Linked DNA regions of Mus musculus: regions 1 and 2 are each linked to region 3. The links are chromatin contacts, called in public ChIA-PET and HiChIP or PLAC-seq maps. All regions are on one chromosome and are shown on one strand. Each heading gives the region's core, a stretch centred on a gene start, on an enhancer-like site or on the middle of the called end of the contact. The rest is flanking DNA. Distances are from core to core; before and after follow the strand shown.

Evidence for each region. ChIA-PET counts read pairs in DNA pulled down with a chosen protein or histone mark. HiChIP or PLAC-seq counts read pairs in DNA pulled down with a chosen protein or histone mark.
Region 1: a contact with region 3 is called in an H3K27ac HiChIP or PLAC-seq map of regulatory T cell precursor, with 2.3 times the contacts expected there. The contact joins the promoter of Lat here to the enhancer-like site in region 3. A contact is called at or near these places in 4 of 39 promoter capture datasets (the C10 cell line, the HPC-7 cell line, cranial neural crest and 1 more), 1 of 484 Hi-C or Micro-C datasets (Th1 cells), 6 of 115 datasets of contacts at active chromatin or transcription factors (bone marrow-derived macrophages, effector CD8 T cells, embryonic stem cells and 2 more) and 1 of 9 other capture datasets (adipose tissue).
Region 2: an RNA polymerase II ChIA-PET map of memory CD8 T cells shows a contact between it and region 3, with 44 read pairs. The contact joins two enhancer-like sites. A contact is called at or near these places in 4 of 115 datasets of contacts at active chromatin or transcription factors (effector CD8 T cells, embryonic stem cells and memory CD8 T cells) and 1 of 9 other capture datasets (liver).

Annotation. Positions count from the first base shown.
Region 1 is chr7:126,368,268-126,370,967 of GRCm38.p6, forward strand. Lat (linker for activation of T cells) reads right to left here and starts at 1,301. Exons shown (of 12, transcript NM_010689.3): 1 at 881-1,301; 2 at 675-702; 3 at 535-569; 4 at 228-315; 5 at 32-96. The coding sequence starts at 983. Spns1 (spinster homolog 1) reads right to left here. Exons shown (of 12, transcript NM_023712.3): 11 at 2,468-2,639; 12 at 1,793-2,146. The coding sequence ends at 2,052.
Region 2 is chr7:126,339,149-126,341,848 of GRCm38.p6, forward strand. Gm30928 (a long non-coding RNA gene) reads right to left here. Exons shown (of 5, transcript XR_003946673.1): 3 at 402-544. Among named protein-coding and RNA genes, the nearest start is that of Gm30928, 11 kb to the right of the region's middle. Within about 2 kb of position 1,378, at least 74 of the 459 cell types and tissues checked have an H3K27ac peak or open chromatin away from gene starts, as enhancers often do. A contact at or near this core is called in memory CD8 T cells, where this site is marked.
Region 3 is chr7:126,180,476-126,183,175 of GRCm38.p6, forward strand. All of the region lies in intron 1 of Xpo6 (exportin 6), which reads right to left. Among named protein-coding and RNA genes, the nearest start is that of Xpo6, 19 kb to the right of the region's middle. Within about 2 kb of position 1,391, at least 82 of the 459 cell types and tissues checked have an H3K27ac peak or open chromatin away from gene starts, as enhancers often do. A contact at or near this core is called in the HPC-7 cell line, Th1 cells, adipose tissue and 3 more, where this site is marked.

The sequences.
Region 1 (2,700 bases), core at 51-2,550, 190 kb after region 3:
CCCAAAGCCCTCCTGTGCCCTACACCCTTACCATCATCTGAATTCTGCTGGGAAGATGGCATCCGATGGGAACCCCCAAGGGGCTGTGGGGATCTCCTGGAAGCCAAAGGTCAGAGATTACGTCTAGGTAGGACTCTGGGAGCAAGACAACCAGGAAAAAGCGCCTCCCCAACCTAGAAGGTGGAGAGGCACAGTAGACCCAAGGGACGGAGTTGGGGGATACTCACGGGATGGGGAGCAGGTCTGGCTGCCTCAGGGGTGGGAAGGAAGTGACTAGAGGGTAGGAAACAGCAGGTGTTCGGGGGACGGTTATTTCTGAGGACACAGAATGAAGCTTGAGGGATGGCTCCAGACACCCCCCATCAAGGCCTCGAAGGACAAATGGACCCCAAAATAACATGCCCTAGACAGACATGGGGGCTCCCACTTTCCCCATCCCAAGCCAGGGAACAGCCCTTCAGACAGCTAAAGGTGAACAAGGACAAACGCACACTCTTAAAAACCCTCGAGGAGGGCCAGAGACACTGAACTCACGAGGTGGCTTGATGAGGATGCTTCTTGGGTACAAACTGGCAGGAAAGAGACAGCTTGGGTACAGGGCCAAGAGGGCCCCAGCCCCAAACCCTTGAGTGGAACCAAGGGAAGACACACAGGGACACGGGCTTCCCACTCACCTCTCTGTGGAAGTGCTGTCATAGGAGACTGGAGGAAAGAAATCCAACAAGTCAGGATCGGGGTGCACCAGGGACAAAGAAACTCAGGCCCCCCACCATCAATCAGGGCCCAGGTAGGGACAGTGGAGAGTGCAGGGGCTGGGGAGGGTATGAGGATCCAATGGAGCGCCCACCCATCATCCAGTTCCGCAAAGCTTCCCACTTACCTGGCAACTCACGGCAGCGCACGCACAGGGCAGCCAGGAGCGTGACCAAGAAGGGCAGCAGCAGGAGGCCCAGCCCCACCGGGCTCAAGGCGTCTGCTTCCATCTGCAGAGCACCTGCCACAGGCCCTGCTGCACTGCAGCCCCTCGAGACAGAGTGGCAGCAGGGGTATGGGACCAAGCGGGCTCCAGCCTGGGATCCGCCCGGCAGTAGGCAGCCGTATCCTTTCGGGGCTGGATGGCTCCCCTCTCTTGCTGGACTGAGTTGAGAGCAGTGTTGGCTCTGGAAAGGTGCTCGCCCCAGAGCCAGAGCTGGGGCCCGTGCCCCAGCTACCAGCTGCACGATCCCCGTGCCCAGCTGTACCTGCCCCTTTCTTGCTCCCCGCCTGCCTCTCCTGCTCACCACCGCGTGCGACAGGAAGCTGTGGTGAGGGCAGGAAATCATCAGGCTGCTCAGCAGGCTGAGCCTGCCCCCTGCCCACTCACCCCCACCCAGTTGTGGGAAGGGGGAGGAGGCAGAGGGACTGTGTGGAGGAAGGGTCTAAGGCTGCAGGATGAGGCAGCCCGTCCACTAGGAAAGGAGACACGTGCCAACCAGGCCCGCGGTACCCTCCCCATGCCCGGGTGGGAGAACTGCAAGGAGGCTCTGCCAAGGCCTGTGTGGACCGAGGGCACTGAGGGCACCACAGGCCCCCAGCTCCCAGGCTTAACTACTGGGAGAGCGACTTCCAGGGGACCACGGTGAGTCACAGTCATACTGAACCAGCTCACTCAGAAAAGAGCAGCCCTCCTTCTAGATTACCAAGCTCAGAAGACAGGGACTTACCCACAGGGTGACCTGACAGCCCCTGCTAAGTCCTGGGACTATGGATATTCCCTGAGGCCAGTGGCACCCACAGAGAGACAAGCAGTCAGTCAGGAGTCTGATTACAAATTTTATTCCATTACAAATAGCACCAAACCCCTTGGGCTGTCCTAGTAGAGAGGACACCCCTTCCCCGTTTCTGGACTCCCATCTCTTCCCTGGGCTGCCCATGTAGTGTCTGGGAGCTGGGAGATATCCCAGGGCTTCCTTCTTGGACCTGGGCCTGGTGAGGGCTTCTGCCTGGGAACCGTCTTGGGTGGGCCCAAGGCCCAGCTGCGATGCATCAGTGGCCGGGTAAGCACCGGCTCCTCAGATGAGCACGCTGGACACGGGGACTCGGGTAGAACGGCCTCGCTGAGGTACTACAATCCGGTCATCTGAGGGCCCAGACTCATGCAACAGACCTGCGAGAAAGGGGTCAGAGCCAAGGCCAGTAAGATAAGAGCCAGCAAGGGGACACAGGCAGCAAGGGGACACAGGCAGAGGGGCCCAGATGAGGCAGCATGGAGAGCCCTCAGAACTGCACACAGACAGAGCCCAATCCACTTCCAGACAGACCCAAAGCTAAGCTGGATGAGCCTGGGATGCTGGGACTCTTGCCCCCAGCTGGTGGCATGAATGGATGGGCTAGTCTGAGTGGAGGGAGAACTGTAGAGTACATACGCGGAGACAGACAGACAGGCAGGTGGTACTGTGAAGGTGGACCTACAGTGACCCTCACTCACCCTGCACGTGGAGTTGAGCCCGCCGGCGGTCATCTTCAATGAACATGGCGGTGCCCAGGAAGGCCGCACCACCCAGTGCCCCAACGAAAGCACAGAGCATGAGCGAGAACTGCAGAGCCCGGAACTCGGACAGGAAGGAAGGGGGCCAGCTCCGTCGGAGGCGGTCAGAGATCTGCAGGGAGAAAAGAGTCAGAGACCTGGGGGGTGCAGAGCACTGACCAAGAAAACAGAGG
Region 2 (2,700 bases), core at 128-2,627, 160 kb after region 3:
CCCACGGTGGCACTCCAAGTAGTTCTTTTCATCGAAGGTGTTGACAGCCTGGATTTCTTCAGCTGCCCACTTCAAATTATCCTTGGAGGAAAGGTGGGGGGAATCAATCACCTTAGAATGAGCGGCTGTCTGTGGCTCACTCATGCTTCTCCATAGTGTCCAGCATGTTGGGAATCCCTGTGCTTCACTGCCCAGCTTCAGACACTTCCTGGGCCTCACCAACTGCTACTTCCATTCCTAAACACCTTTACACGGCCACTGTGGGGCGCACCCATCTATCACTGGCCTTCTGTCTTACCACACAGCTCCCTTCTATATCACAGAATCCTGATTCCGTCTCTTCCACAACACATGCATGTGCTCTGCCTCCCCCATTGCCTCTTATGCTCCATGAACCTCACCCTGGTATTTCCTCCCGACGCTCTTCTTTTCAGTTTACAGGCAAAACCTTGTTTCCCTGGGCGTCTTGCCCGGTGTCTTAACAGCTGGGGGTAGAACTAGTTGAAATGCACAGCCCCTTTCCTGTGTGGTGCTCCTTCCCAGGCTGTAAAAAAGATCACAATGAAAAGGTTAGCTGCAAACCAGACCTCACGCCTTCAAACGCCAAGCTTAGAACAATCACTAAGACTCGCAGGTGCAACATGACTCAGTCACCTCCAGACAGATATCAAAGGCTCACAGCCCGTTTATACCAGAACTGGTTATTTTTCAAGACCCTGGTGCTCAGCTAGCCTGGGGCCCAGATTACAAAACATGCTATGGCCAGCTGGAGAGAGAGCTCAGCAGTTAGAGCATAGGTTGTTCTTGCAGAGAACCCAGGTTTGATTCCCAGCACCCACATCAGGTGGCTCACAACTGCTTATGGCTCCAGCCCCCAGGGGATCCGGCACCTCTGGCCTCCGTGGGTACTTGCACTGTCTGCAAAAACCCACACAGAGACTCACACCCATCCACATAATATAAAGTAATGAAAGTAACTCTTTTAAAGATTCGTGATGATAACGGTTTTTAAGATGTGCCGCCACACTCTTGGTGATGTGAAGAGGCACAGGTGTGAGCTGCCCGCCCTGGACCACGCCAGCCTTGACATTAGCTTCCATCTCCACCCTTGTCTCAGAGCATTGGCCTTCTCTCCCAACAGCAGAACTAGGCCCTCCCCTCCTTCCTTCCCTCCCTCCTCCCCCTTGCTCTCTCCCTCCCTCCCTCCCTTTTTATTGTGGTAGTGAGGCTGAACTCAGTTTTGTAGGAGGTGCCCCACCACTGAACTGCATCCCAGCCTGTCTTTATTTTCAAACACGGTTTCATGGTTGCCTGGACTGGCCTATGACATCAGACACAGCAGGCCAGGAACTTTCTGACTTACACTGTCACTATTTTTAGTTCCGTTCTGACTCCCCGATTAGGTCAGAGTACAAGGTCCATACACACCATGGCTCAGGTAGTGTAGTGAGTGCATGCGAGTACATGTGTGTTTGTATGCCTGCGCGCCCCATTTGTGTTCATATAGAGGCCAGAGATCCACGACCTCTATTGCTCTCCAACATATTTTTTCAGTGGGATCTCTCACTGAACCTAGAGCTCAGTTTCAGCTAGACTTGCTGGCTAGTGGAATCAGCTTGTCACCCTCACTTGCTCTCTGGGCTGGGGTACAGACACATGCCACTACAGCATGCCATTATGCCGTGCTTTTACACCGGTGTGGGGACCCAAACTCTGAACATCATGCTTACACAGTAAGCATTTCACACAGAGGGATCTCCCCTGCCCTTGGGTGTAGTTTTATATCTTCTGGGTTTAGACTGGATTAGCACCCCTGTCCTGCTGGACATGAACCCTCAGGAGGCAGCTTCCTCACTCTTCGTTGTTATATCAGTCTCCTCGGAGACCTTCAATCGCAGCACTTGAAAAGCAGAAACAGGAATCTCTGTCTATCATAGTGAGTTTCAGGCCAGTCAGGGTTAACAGATGAGTGTCCTGGAGACAGCCCAGGGCTGCACAGCTGCGATGGGTATGCCCTGGAGAGGCACAGCTGGGGGGGGGGGGGCCTTCGTGGCAGGATGGCTTCTTGTTCCTGGTGTGCCTTCTCAAGTTTGTCGTTGCTCTGTCCCTCACATATCTGGCATGGTGTGTGACTGGCATGGTGTGTGACTGGGCGTGGGGAGACCCTCACTGCCTATAGCCTGGTGTGATTACCTCCTGGGTGATAGCCCACTCTGCTGGGCAATTTTCCTGCAGATCAACATGGAGATGAACTTTCATAAAATAATATTGTTTAGATGAATTAGTGATGTTATGGAATTCCTGATTTAATTTGAATAGTTTTAGGAGGTTAGCGTAGTTGATAGAAGGTTTAAGGATATGGTTTAAGTTGTTTTGCCAGAAACATATAATAAAGTTAGAATTAAGAGCAGAATGTGCCCCCTCCTTGTACAGTAGTGAGGGCTGCATAGGCTAGAAAAGGAGCAGAGTGAGCTTTCGTGTTACAAGCAGGTAATTGTGCTGGGAAGAAAAATGAGCTGGGGACAAGCTAATGATCAAAGAAAGCATCCATTCTAGGTTGGGTCTGAGTTCCTGGTCTTGTGATCTCAGGATCACAGGTTTCAGTGTGCACCAGGAAAAGGCAGTGTTCTGAGTAAGAAGGAAATAATTCTATTCTGAGTACAAGAGTAGAGAATTACCTAGTTTAGCTGAACAAGATTT
Region 3 (2,700 bases), core at 141-2,640:
CAAAATGAATAGCTAAGTTTTCTCAAACCTTGACTAAATCTGTAATGTTTCACCTAATGACCTCTAAATAACCATCTCAGGCTGCAGAGAGGCGGCTCATTAGGTAGAGACACTAGCCCAAGCCTGGTTACCTGACCTTGATCCCTGAAGCCCACATATTGCAAACAGCCCTCTGACCTCCACATGTAGACCATGGGATATACACCCACACAAACACATATGTTCACAAAATAATTAAAGAAATGTAAAAAGAAATTAAAACAATCTTCTCTGCAACATAGCCCTTGGCTTTAAAGAAAGTCTTTATCAAACTTTCTGCTTCCTTTCCCGGGAGCTACAACTTGTGTTCCCAGTGGGCCACAGACATCCTTCCTATAGGTTCACAGCCTCACTGATATTGATACTGATTCCACACTACCTGCCAACTAAGGTTCAAAAATACAGAATTAGCAAGCAAATTCAGTCCCAAGTAAACTTTTCTCTCAAAGATACCACCACCACCAAAGATGTCTCCACTCTCAAATGAACCCTCCTTCCCTACCCTTTTAACGACCAAAAAAAAAAAAATGTTCTTGGGTTTAGTATAAGATCCAAAGCTTAAAGTAACACACATGGCAATCAATGTGAGGGTGCCCCTCCCCCACACCAGTGCTACAAGGCCAACAGAAAGCAAGACAGTAGCAAAGAACAGGAAGGAAACTCTAATCCTGAGATACACGCCCTTCAAAGCCCCTCCTTCAGTTCTCTCTGCTCCTCTATGTTGTTGAACTATAAATCTTGTGTTTCTCTCTAAGCAAGTCAATGAAACCAGCTGATCTCTCTAGCCCTAGTAGTCAGAACAACAGTCACTCGCACTCAGTCTCTAAAGGATTGCACTCAGTATGGTTTGAATGCTGACTGACAATTACAATCTAGAAATAAGACTCTGACCATGGCTGTGAAGGATTCCCTAGACTAGGCTGAGATTGGAAGGCCCACCTCAAACATGAGTGCACCCATTCCACAGGCAGGGGTCCCAGACAGCAGAAAAGGCAGAAAGCTAGTTGAGCACTTACCTCTCACTGATTCCTGACTGCACACCAGCTGCCTCCTCAAGCTCCTGCCACCATGCTTTCCCCACCATACTGTTCTGCATCCTCTATGAGCCAAAAAGAAACCCTTCTCTTTCCTTACATGGGTTTTGTCAAGTTCAAGATCACAGCAACAAGAGTAGCTACAAGGATAAGGGTGGGTGGAGCTACTGGGAGGAGAAAAGTACTCTAAGGAGGCAGATGAAACAGAGTTGCAGTTTCAGAAACATGCAGCCAGGACAAAGGCTGCATTGTGTGCATGTTCACATCTCACAATGAACATCACCTGAAACCAAAGAGCAAAGAGACCCATCTGCCTTGGAAAAGCTCCTTGTCTAGCTAAAGTTCAAAGCTCAACAGTATTTGCCCTTTGGGAACAATTACAGACATGACTAGACAGAATCTGCGTGGATCCTTAATATCTAATGAAAATAAACATTCTGGCCCATCTGAATCCACTCTTCAGCCTCAGATTAAACTTCCACAAAGACAAGAGCAGGCAAAACACCCCTCTAGTATTTCTTAGGTTTATACAAAGTGCCCCATTAGAGTCTCTCTCTTCCTGATCAGAAGAGATCAGATTGCTACTGATCAGAATCAAGCTAGAAGCAGAAAGAATGCCAAGGGTCTGAGCTAGAAAGCTTCACTAGTCCCACTGCAGGACTGATAAAAGTCAAGGTAGCATATTCTATCTTCATAGGGACTAACTAGAGTAAACATCTTTGTAGACAGAGAACAATACATTTTCTACTGGGAAAACTGCCTATGTACTAGGGAACAATACATAAAAACAAGAGCAACTAACTAGCTACCAATGCACAGAATAATGTTTTGAAAAATAATATTAACAAACCTAAAGTGGACTAAAAACTCATAATAAGCAAATGCTACACCTGAACCCAGATTGGACCCTGAACTACAGGGGAAGCAGCTACATTGGACCTACTGATGACACTAAAATAGTGACTTGCAGAGGCGTGTGTGTGTGTGTGTGTGTGTGTGTGTCTGTGTGTGTTTGATGCATGGGTGTATTCAAGTGTATGATGCACAGGTATACTTCTTGAGGCAAGAGATTGTTATCAGGTATCTTCCTCTGTCAAAGCATATCTATACATGTGCCTATGACAGACAGAGAAAGACAAACCATAACACAAACATCAAAGTGTTAACAGGCTTGTTTCAATCTACTACTTTGCAATCTCTCTTAGCTGGAAATAACTTCCAATTAGCAAGGGTCATTTTGTTTGTCTGGGGGTGTTTGTTTTAAGACAGTTTCACTATGTAGCCCTGGCTGGCCTCAAACTCAGAGATTCGCCTGCTTCTGTCTCCCTAGTGCTAGAATTTGTTTTCATAGTCTATGCAGTCCAGGCTGGCCTAGAACACATGGTCCTCCTGCATCAGCCTCCCAAGCGTTAGAATTACAGGTGTGCACAAGCATGCCTAGCGTTAGCAAGGTGATTTTTAAGACTCATTTTGATTTTTGTGTGTTCTGCCTCCGTGTATGAATGTACATATTTGTGTCTGGTTCCCACAAAGGCCGGAAGACAGTGTCGAGTCCTCTGAAACGAGAGTTTACAGGCATTTGTGAGTCACTATGTGAGTGCCGGGAACTGAACCTGGTTCTTCCACA